Regions from separate parts of the Pan troglodytes genome. Here region 2 is linked to region 1. The links are chromatin contacts, called in public HiChIP or PLAC-seq maps. All regions are on one chromosome and are shown on one strand. Each heading gives the region's core, a stretch centred on a gene start, on an enhancer-like site or on the middle of the called end of the contact. The rest is flanking DNA. Distances are from core to core; before and after follow the strand shown.

Evidence for each region. HiChIP or PLAC-seq counts read pairs in DNA pulled down with a chosen protein or histone mark.
Region 2: a contact with region 1 is called in an H3K4me3 HiChIP or PLAC-seq map of stem cell-derived excitatory neurons, with 6 times the contacts expected there. The contact joins the promoter of IRAG1 here to the promoter of RNF141 in region 1. A contact is called at or near these places in 1 of 1 datasets of contacts at active chromatin or transcription factors (stem cell-derived excitatory neurons) and 1 of 1 other capture datasets (stem cell-derived neural stem cells).

What each region holds. Positions count from the first base shown.
Region 1 is chr9:14,688,600-14,693,961 of NHGRI_mPanTro3-v2.0_pri, forward strand. It overlaps RNF141 (ring finger protein 141), which reads right to left and starts at 2,628. Exons shown (of 6, transcript XM_508282.9): 1 at 2,515-2,628. It overlaps LOC134807238 (a long non-coding RNA gene), which reads left to right and starts at 2,611. Exons shown (of 3, transcript XR_010147147.1): 1 at 2,611-2,935.
Region 2 is chr9:14,878,948-14,884,805 of NHGRI_mPanTro3-v2.0_pri, forward strand. It overlaps IRAG1 (inositol 1,4,5-triphosphate receptor associated 1), which reads right to left and starts at 2,657. Exons shown (of 21, transcript XM_063782804.1): 1 at 2,441-2,657.

The DNA of each region.
Region 1 (5,362 bases), core at 1,378-3,877:
TTAATTTGGTCAGTCATCTATTAGTACTAGGTTGGAGAGAAGCAGAAGTTAAAAATATGTATGAAAGAAAATGTAAAACTGTGAAAATTTGTCATTAAATTAATGCTTATGTAAACTGGGAAACATTTACTATTTGATTTTAACAAGATACTCCCCCCTAGGCCATGCAACAGTGGTATTGCATAGAAACATAATTTGCAAACCACTGGCACAGAATTCAACAAAAGATGAATTTCTGGTCAAGATTTCTCAAAGAACTAGCAGCTCTCATATTATTGTGCCACCTATAACACAGTCATTTTTTGCAAGATAAAAATATGCTTTCAAAAAGCATTTGAAGGATTTTCTAAATAAAGAACTGTTATTTTGAAATGCACAAGATCAAGGATTCCAAAAATGCCACATTCTCTAGTGGGTGGTACATAGTGAATCACTTATTTTTCTAACAAATGAATTGTGGAAGTTCAAATATTCCTTATAAAAATATTAAAATTACATCATGGGTAATTGGCAAAGCAAAAACGAAAAAACTGCTCAAAAACTCCTAAAAATTTAAACCATAATTCATTCATAAAATAACTAAAGCAAAATGGAAAAGGCTGAAAATGCACCAAAATGACTAAATGACAAGTACTGCACTGTAGTATTTTAAAAACCTCTCTGAAACCAGTTCTCCATCAAATTTTGTATCAACCTCACTTAAAAGGATTTAATTGAAATAAACATCAATGATTTTCACTGTCAAGTCAACTTTAACATCAGTAATAAATACCAGGTACTAATGACTGGGTCCCTAAGGATATTATTTACTTTATTACTCATTGTTTACTCAAACTGTAGATCTGTAAACAGATATTAACTTTTTTTTTCAAGACAAGTTAATATAGATACATAGTGAAATAATTAGGCCAGAGTCACTATAGAGTCCGGAATGCCTGTTCCAGAATCAAAGATCTTGATCAGAAAAAGATACATATATATACATATATATATATACACACACACATATATACATACGTATATACACACATATATACATACGTATATATATACATATATACACATATATATACACACACACATATATATATATATGAGAGAGAAGGAGAGAGAAACTACAAAAGGATAGAGTGCTGTACTAGGAGATTAAGAATATGGATTTCTCACAGTAACAGTGTGTTTACTAAATGCATTTCATATTGGAAAAAGCATATTAGACTTGTAAGAATTCTCTCTGGACCTCCCTTGCCTTTTTGGGAAGGAAAGCGTGTTTGTATTTAGACGGGAACCAAGAAGGATCAGGCTACACACATCGAATATAAAGTTCATTTACACCAAATGACAAATATTAATTTTTGAAACATATAGTCATATTCTTGAGAAAAAGTTCTAGAAACTGAAGTCAGGCAATGTGAAAGAAAAGGAGAAAAATCCATACTATTTTTGAGCTCTGAATTCAGAAAGCATCACTTCTCAGACGGGTGACTTCGACATGGAGGTGACTCATTTAGGATCGTCGGCCGGTGGCAGCTCATGCCCCCAGACAAAATTCTGAATGGGTAGAGGTCATTTCATAGCAAGAAGAATGGGCAGAAGGGAGTGAAAACGAATAAATTCGTGCTGAAGATGTAAGAATTATAAACAACTGAAAGTGTTCCAGCAGCTTTATATATATGCCAGAGGCAAGAACTGAATTAGCTGGCACCGCTAAATAGGACAGTGTCAGAATATAAAAGGTACACTACCTTTAATAAGGGGCATAGGGATCGATTTCAATAACAATCGTAAATCCACATTTTGTAACGCGAGACAAATAACTGAAGGAATAATTTCAAAAGCTAACACAGAAGCCTTCTGCTCCTGCTGTGTAATCACTACCTTCTTATTATTAGCAAGAAAACGTTCTTTTCTTAGCCGGGTCTCAAGGTAGCAGCTAGTTTGACGAGGAAAGACCTTTGGGAAGGGTAGCAGCCTAAGCCAATTCAGAAGTGTGGGGCTGGCTAAGTAGATCGACGTGGCTATTTCTGAGCTATCGTCCCAGGCAAAAGGTTTCTTATTTGGGTGTCCAGCCCGGCGGAGACCGAGCCCGCGGGCCACCCTAGCGCTCGCTCTGGCTACGCCGCCTCAGCCCCTCCTCAAGCGCACCTGGACATTTAACCAACAGCTAAGTCCGGCGGCCGAATGACTGAGCCGGCGGCAATATTCAAACAACCGTTTTGGGATAGAGAAGGAAAAACTCTCTCCGGGTCCCTCAGAACCACCCCGAGGCGGGACAAGCCACCGCCACCCCGGGCAACTGGAACCCGCCGGGCAGAAGACGGGCGTCAATAGAATGGCCTCCCCAGCCGTCCCCACGCCCCAATCCGAGGCCCGGGAAGGGCGGCGGGGCTAGGCCTGTCTCCCCGCGGAAGCCTGGCTCGGCAGCGGAGGGCCCGCTGGGGTTTCTCTTCCCAGACCCAGAGTCCTGGAGCAGCTAGCAAGGGAAACACGAAAGGACAGCGCCGCGGAGCTCACCCCAGGTTCAAGGCATCGCGCACCCTGCGGCAGCGGCTGCGCCGCCTCAGCCCACAGCTCAGACCTGCGGGTGGCCGCGACTCAGGCCTGGACCCGGTCGCACCTCTGTGACGCAAAGCCCCGCCCCCCGCGCGTTGCCTGGAGACGGCGCCCAACCTTCCTCTGCAGCGCCCCTACCGACCCGCGCTCCGCAGCTCCTGAGGGCTTTCGAGCCCAGATGGTCATCTGAGACGAGAGGTGGCGGCGAAGGAGAGTCTCGCCTGTCACGCTCCCGGAGCAGGGGCTTCATGAGGTGGCCATGGAAACGGCCTGGCGGACTCCCATCTCTCCTGGTGCCATCTCCGGAGCGGAAAGTGGAGCGCCCCGCTGGCGACCAAGGCCGCACTGAGAGCCCTGGTTTGGTCAACAGTTGGGCTCCAAGGTACCACTTCCTAGACCTCCAGCCTCCCCACTGATCATAGATACACAAAGGTCATCATGTTTCTTTATGAAGCAATGGATTGTGTTCACCTAGCCGAGTTGTTAAGCATAAGAGAATGTATGAAAAGTAATTACAAGGTTCAAAATCCTGAGCTTTGATAAATGATAGATATGATGATGAACACATGTTAGTGATATTACTGCTCTGCGGGACGTCTGAATCAATAATTGCTGTCTTTTAAGCATCTGTTGTGTGCCAAATACTGCACTAGGCACTTTACGGGCATTGCTCTTGTTTAAGTCGTCTGCTCAAAGTTGCCTAGACAATAAACAGCAGAGCAAGGATTTTAACCCAGGTACAGCTGACACTGCTGCCTCTATGCTTAGCAGTTAAACTGGTTTTTATGTTTCTTGTTTGCACATCCCTCCTTCACCAGTCACTTGTAGATTCACCTTGTGAAGAGCTAATTCTTCCCTCTAATAATAATACTCTTTGACCATTTACTATATGTCAAACCGTATTTTAAGGACTTTAAAGGTATTAATTTGTTTAATCTTCACAGCAATCCTGTGAGTAGGTATTATTAATACCTTCACTAAGACACAGGCTTAGAAAAGTCGATTAACTTTTCCAAGGTCAAACAACCATTAAGGTGCAGAGCCAGATTCAAACCCAAGCAGACAGAACCCTGAACCTGTGTTTTTAATTCCTGTTTTAAACTGCCTTGGTAGTACGGTAAGACTTCATTAGCGCTAGGTCCATGCCTGTTTGTGCACCATTATTTCCCTGACAGCCAGCATGGTAGTTGTTCAATATTTGAACATTTGATGAATATTTGAACACTGGAAAAGGAAAAAGCTTAAAAATGAAGTATAAATAATGATTTAATAAATTCCAAAAGATATCAAATTCAACAAGATTCCATAGTTCAGCCTAATCCGGGCCTGGGAGTTAGTTAGAAATATTACTCTGTAAAAATTGCCTTCAATTAAACATTGTATTGGAAGTTCTGGTCAATGAAATAAAAAAAGACAAATATATAAAAGGCATCCCAGTTGGAAAGGAAGTTGTAGCACTGCATTTATTTGCATAAGAAAATTGTGGAATACTACAAAAAAGCTGCTAGAACTAATAAGTGAGTTTACAAAAGTTGCAAGATACAAAATCAAATATACAAAAATCAGTTGTATTTCTATATACTAGCAATGAACAATTAGAAATGGAAAATTTTTAAATATCTCTTATCAGCAAAAAAAAAAAAAAAAGCAGCAAATTTGGGACAAATTTGACCAAAGATGAGAAAGACATGTATACTGAAAACTATAAAATATTATGGAATAGCAAAGACATGGAATCAACCCAGGTGCTTATCAATAGTGGATTGGATAAAGAAAGTGTGGTACATATACGCCATGGAATACTATACAACCACAAAAAGGACTAGATCATATCTTTTGCAGCAACATGAATACAGCTGGAGGCCATTGTCCTAAGCAAAATAATGCAGAAACAGGAAACCAAATACCGCATGTTCTCACTTATAAGTAGGAGCTAAACATTGAGTACACAGACACAAAGTTGGGAACAATAAACACTGGGGATTCCAAAAGGGTAGAAAAAACTACTATTGGGTACTGTGTTCACCACTTGGGTGACCTGGATCATTAGAAGCCTAAACCTCAGCATCGTTTGATATACCCATGTAACAAACCTACACGTGTACCCCCTGAATCTAAAATAAAATAAAAAACATTGTTAAGAGAAATTAAAGAAGACCTAAATAAATAGATATATTATGTTCATGAATCAGAAGACTGAGCATTTTTAAGATATCATTTCTGCCTAAATTGACCTACAGATTTAAGGAAATTCCAATAAAAATTCTAGCAGATTTCTTTTTGATGGAAATGACCAAGCTAATTCTAAAATTTATATGGAAATGCAAAGGACCTAGGATAGTCAAGACTTTCATCAAGAAAAACAAAGTTTTAGGACTTACACTACCTGATCTCAAGACATTATAATAAGAGCTACTCAACACAGTATAGTATAGGTATGAAAATAGATAGAGTAATGGAACAGTGTATAGAACCCAGAGATGTATCTATACATATGTCATCAATTGATTTTCGACAAATATGCCAAGGCAATTCAGTGGGGGAAAAGATAATCTTTTCAACAAATAAACCTGAAAAAATTGAATAGCATATGCCAAAAAACTCTTAATATCTTGCTCCTTTCCTCATACTGTCACAGGATTCTTGGAGTGTTGCTCTGCCAGCCAGAAACCTCTGTGGCCGGTGGCTCCTTTGCCCGAGTTTTGCTCAGGCCCACTGGGCTCGTTCTGCCCATTTGGCCTTGCAGGCTGCACTCGGCTCATGCCACTGGCCCAGATCCCATGCCTGCCAAGGACGAGCCAGGCGCAAA
Region 2 (5,858 bases), core at 1,407-3,906, 190 kb after region 1:
GCTTCCTGAGAGTAGAAAATGCTCAGACCTGGTGGGGTGCAGTCCCAGTACTTCGGGAGGCCAAGGCAGGTGTATCACTTGAGGTCAGGGGTTCAAGACCAGCCTGGCGAACATGGTGAAACACCATCTCTACTAAAAATACAAAAATTAGCTGATTGTGGTGGCATGCACCTATAATCTCAGCTACTCAGGAGGCTGAGGCAGGAACCACTTGAACCTGAGAGGTGGAGGTTGCAGTGAGCTGAGATCACGCCACTGCACTCCAGCCTGGGTGACAGAGGAAGACCGTCTCAAAAAAAAAAAAAAAAATTCTCAGACCTTCCACAACCCCTTCTAGAGTTGGAGGGTTGCGGGGTACTCAAAGCACACAGACAGCTTTCATCAAATTCTTCCTCCAATGCCTGCTTCTCCTGGCCACCTTTACTTCAACTCTTTCATATCCTTAAGTGTGTGAGGGGCATAGGTGATCTTACCTTGGAAAGTTCAGGGATTTTGGAGCCTCAGCTGCAACTGAGAGTTACACAGTTCCATTTTAACAACCAATTACTCCAAGTTAAAACTCATAAAATGCCAACCAAAAATTAATCTGGCCCCCTCCAGTCTTTTATTGTCTCCCTTACTGAACTCATCCACACACCCACACACCATGCTGTCAGCCAAATAGAAGTGTCACTGGATTAATTTCCGAGATAAATATGGGAACTTTAGAAAGTTCACAAACTCAGCAGTTGTCAGGAACCCAGCTTTGCTTTGCCGACATTTGCCCATGGTTTCTGGCCTGAGATGTGCAGGTTAGAACGGAGCTCATCTCCCACCAGCCCTGAGCTGCTGAGATACAGACTCATGATGGGGTTTTTATTATCATTCTTGTCTTAAGGCATCACCATCACATACCAGCTTTCATGGGGCTCTCACTCTCCAGCACCACCCCCGCACACACCCACACACTGCCCTAGACACTCTTTGGAGCCTGACATCCCACATTCACTTGATAAATATTTACAGCTTAAGAGACAGCAGGCTGGAAAGCACATGGCAGCCATGGATCCCACCCACAGTGGGACTCACTTGGTGTCGGCTTGGCTTGTAAACCTCTCTGAATGCAGGGCAAGGCGTCCTGGGGAAGAAGCTATAAACAAGCATTGCTTGGCTGAACCCCTAATTGACAGAATCTTGAAACCAGAGACTGAGTCTAGGTTTCCTGCATAGCCCATGAGCTTTAGATCTCGGTGGGTGCACACCCTCAATGGAAGACAAGCTTGAGGATAAGATGGATTTTACTTTTGAAAGATGACTCTCCTTTGCATGTAAGTCAAGAAACAATATCCAGACATCCCCCAAAAGACTTCCTCATGCAGATTCTCAACATTTTCTAGGTCCTGGACTCATTTGAGAATATGATTAAAGTTGTAGGTACTCTACCCAGAAAAGAAATGCACGAAGGCACATACACACAGCACTTGCATGTAATAACTTTAAAGATTGAAAGATGAATTAGATCCAAACCTCTGCCTTCCAGGAGCTGACAGTCTTGCAGAAAAGGTAAACAACAATAAGCAAAATGAGTGTCAATATAGATGAGAAAGTGACTCACACTTTGAAGGGCTGTGGAGCTTATGTATTTTGAGTTCAGGGAGACGGAGATCAGGTTGTGAGGTAAAGAGCCCAGCAGAGGGCAAAGGACTCAGCCCTAATTGCTATTGAGGTGTACTCCAGCTGTCTGCAGAGGGCCTCTGCTCCTCAGTACCTAAGTGAGATGGCCTTAGACTTCTGAATCCCATGGACTGGAGATTCAACACCCTCCCCAGTATATCTGCTGGTCCCCTGGGAGGACTCGTGGTCTCCTGGTCTTTTTACCTCTCAAAACTCTGGCCTCCTCTCACATCCCTTCTGTCCCCATAGTACGTTCTCCCCAACATAAAATTCAGTCACTTCGTTCGTTTCCACAACAAAAAGTTGACCACCGCAAGCATTTACACAAGCTTTGTGGAAAAATGGGGTGGGGGTGGGGTTCCTGGAAAAGGGCCATATAATACCACACCTGGCTTTTGCCATCTGCTGAGTCCTTCTGCCTTCTCTCCATACTTTTGTCTCTTTTCTCCTCTTTTTCAGGAGCAACTCAAAAAGTTCCTAAAGCTTTAGTGTGAGAGGACACTGAGGGCTGGGGTGGGAGTGAGGTGGGGGGTGTGTGAGTGGGGGGGAACTACCCTCCTTGCAAGCCCTTATCAAGGCATCTTTCCAAAACACACAGACTGATTGCTCCAAGAGGAATTTGGCAATAAAAATCTCTCCATACCACTTATATTGGTTAGCTTAAAAGACAAAATCCACTCTGGCCAGATTAAGCAAGAGAGGATTTATGACAAAGTATTAAGTGTCTTACAAAACTACTAGGTGGGATTTAGAAGAGACTTTAAGTTGAGATTTCAGCAAGGCTTACCCAAATGAAACCTGGGCCCCGTGCCAATAAGGGGGCTGCTGGGTCGCCTCTGACCAGGACCGGCCCCCAGCAGAATGGATGCCCCTCGCCTCCCAACGTCATGAGGACGGTGACAGGGCTGCAGTGCCAGTCGCCTCACGGAAGTGCCCGCAGAAACAGCGGGAGCAGCAGGCAAGGGTCTTCGTTGGCTTCCGCCCAAATCTCACACAGTGCGTCTGATTCGCTGAGCCTTAACGCCCTCGGACCCCTGACCGCATGGGAATCTGGGAAACGTAGTTTTTAGCTTTCCAGCCTTCGCACTACCGGAGAGTTCACTAGAAGGCAGACGTAATAAAGGTTGAGTGTCAATCTACTGTATACAGATAAACCACACCATATCATTTTGAATGGGGGGAGAGAGGAAGAAGGTGGAGGGGAGAAGAGAATTCGCTTTTATTAGGCACCTACTGTAAACGAGGTAACTTATATCCCTCAATTCCTATAACACGATGAGTAGGCCTTATCACCACATTAAAGATATGGGAACTAAGGCTTACAGAGAATAAGGTTTTTTCGCGGGTTTTGTTTTTTGTTGTTGTTGTTTTTTATTTTTTTGAGACAGGGTCTTGCTCTGTTACCCAGGCTGGAGTGCAGCAGCACGATCACAGCTCACTGCAGCCTCAATTTCTCAGGCTCAAGCGATCCTCCCACCTTAGCATCCTGAGAAGCTGGGACCACAGGTGCACACCATCATGCCCAGCTAATTTTTAAATTACTTGTAAAGATAGGATCTCATAATGTTGCTCAGGCTGGTCTGAAACTCCTGGGCTTAAGTGATCCTCCCACCTTGGCCCCCCTAAAGCACTGGGATTACAAACATGAGCCACCACACCCAGCCCATACAGAGGATGTCACCTTTCCTCCAGTCACATCAATACAGCTGCATCCCAGGACAGTAGGGGAAACTCCAAAAATCATACAAGCTAAGGAAAGGTAGCTTAGCTTATAGATCCATCTATTAGAAATTCCAAAAGTTCCACACAGTCCCCACTTTGCTGTCCTCTGTGCACAAGTTCCTCCTATTCTGACCATCCTGATCGTCTCAGGACCCACCTCGTCTTCCAGCTTCTGTCTGAGGCAGCCATCAGGGTGACACTCTGCTGGGCTGGCATGCCCACTGACACCCTTCCAGAAGCATAGAGGCAGCTTCTCAGAGGACTTCTTCTGGTAGGAGCTTGTGGCTGTTTCTTACAACATCATGGATGATTCAGGAACATGGGTGTGCAGTGGCTTCATAATTCCAATCCCAACCTCAGCCTCTGCAGAGCTGTCCTGCAGCCTCATTTTTGTCCCCCACACATTTCATCACAAGAGAGTAGTCTCCACCTTCCCCACTCAAGCAGTGGCTTTGGGTTTGAAGTCGGCTTGTCTGTCAGTTGCCAACCATGCTACAAACTTGACTAATCTCTGAGCTCCAACCTCAGGGCCCCCACTTGTAGTTTCTCACAGAAGTCAGACTTGTCTTCCTCAGACGTATATGGGCCTCCCAAGTGGGCTTCAATTCCTCAGAACCTTCCTCGATGTTCTTTTGTGCAGAGAATAACAGAGGCCGGTCTCTTCACAAGCCTAACATGAGAACCTAATGGGGCCAGGCGCGGTGGCTCATGCCTGTAATCCCAGCACTTTGGGAGGCCAAGGTGGGCAGATTATTTGAGGTCAGGAGTTCGAGACCAACCTGGCCAATATGGTGAAACCCCCATCTCTACTAAAAATACAAAAATTAGCCAGGTGTGGTGGCAGACACCTGTAATCCCAGCTACTTGTGAGGCTGAGGCAGGAGAATCGCTTGAGCCCAACCCAGGAGGTGGGGAGGTAGAGGATGCAGAGAGCTGAGATCTTCCCACTGCACTCCAGCCTGGGCAACAAGAGTAAAACACCTCGAAAAAAAAAAAAAGAACCTAATGGGATAATTATGAGATGCCCTCATACATGTTTAGACCTCAGTAAATCCCAATTGTTTGCCTCTACTCCCTTCCTGTGGTAGGCCACTTCTGAAATGGTCTTGATGATCTGGATAGTCATGAAACCGCCTTTGCAAAAATTTTAACTGAGAAATTTATGACAGTGAAAGAGATCTGACCTAACTGACTCCATCTTGCTTCTAACCTCCAAGCTGTCCGTGTTCATTCCTGGGCACAGGCTGAACTAACTTTGGGAGGAAGTCAGTTTTTAGTTTAACTTTGAAATAAAGATGATAACAGCCCTTTCCCAAAACAAACCCCCTTCCTGCCTGGGAACTATACTGCCTTTGCAGGACTAACAAATTTGCCACAAGATTAGAAATTGTGGTTTAGGAGTCACGCAGCTGGAGGCTGTAAGATTCTGAACCTTCCCAAATTGCATCCTGGGGCTAATATCACTATTGTAAAGCCTAAGATCAGTGCTTGAGATATTTTGCAGACCCTGCCCTCAAAGGATGAGCTGGTACCACCCAGATTGATAAACTGGCTCATCCAGTCATGTGGCCCCTACCCAGGAACTGACTCAGTGCAAGAGGACAGCTTCAACTCCCTATGACTTCATATCCCACCTGACCAATCAGCACTCCCCACTTCCCGACACCCTACTCAGCAAATTATCATTAAGAACCCCAATCCTCGAGTTTTCAGGGAGACAGCTTTGAGTAATAATAAAACTCTGGTCTCCCACACAGCTGACTCTGTGTGAATTAAACTCTTTCTCTATTGCAATTTCCCTGTCTTGATAAATTGGCTCTGTCTAGGCAGCAGGCAAGGAGAACCCAATAGGCAGTTACAGTCACATCTTGGTGTGTCCCCTCGTGTGTGTGTGTGTGTGTGTGTGTGTGTACTGTACAGAGTGAGTTGCTTCTAACATAATAGGACTAAAGTGATGGGGTGTCACTTCTGAGATTAGGCTATAAAGGACTATGACTTTCATCTTCCTTGCATCTTCTCTCTCTCTGTCTCTCTCTTTCTCTCTCTCTCTCTCCCTGCTAGCTAGGGAGTCAAGGGGGGGTACCCAGGACACAGAATTGAAGAAGACACTCCTTCTCTGGCCCATGCAAGTGCAGGGTCAGCACCTGAGAGTGAGTGTCTCCTCAAATGCTGTGCCCCGAGTGCCTTGCCTGCCTCACCTTCCTTCTAGCCAGCTCCCAGGGCAGACCTGACCTGCACCCCTATCCCAGCCTTGACAATCTCTGAACAGGTCCTGGCCAAGCATGGTGATCAGATTTCCTACCTCCTCCAGCTTGATTTCTGGGCCAGATGTCAGAGAGAGGGGGCACCCGGATCTCTGAGAACCAGCTCTTCTGTGCCAGGCTTCCTGGCACCGAAAAACCAAATATATTTCAATCCCTCTGTCCTCATGTCTCCATGACGGATACTGGCCTTTTGTATAGTAAGCAGGTCCTTCTCCTTTC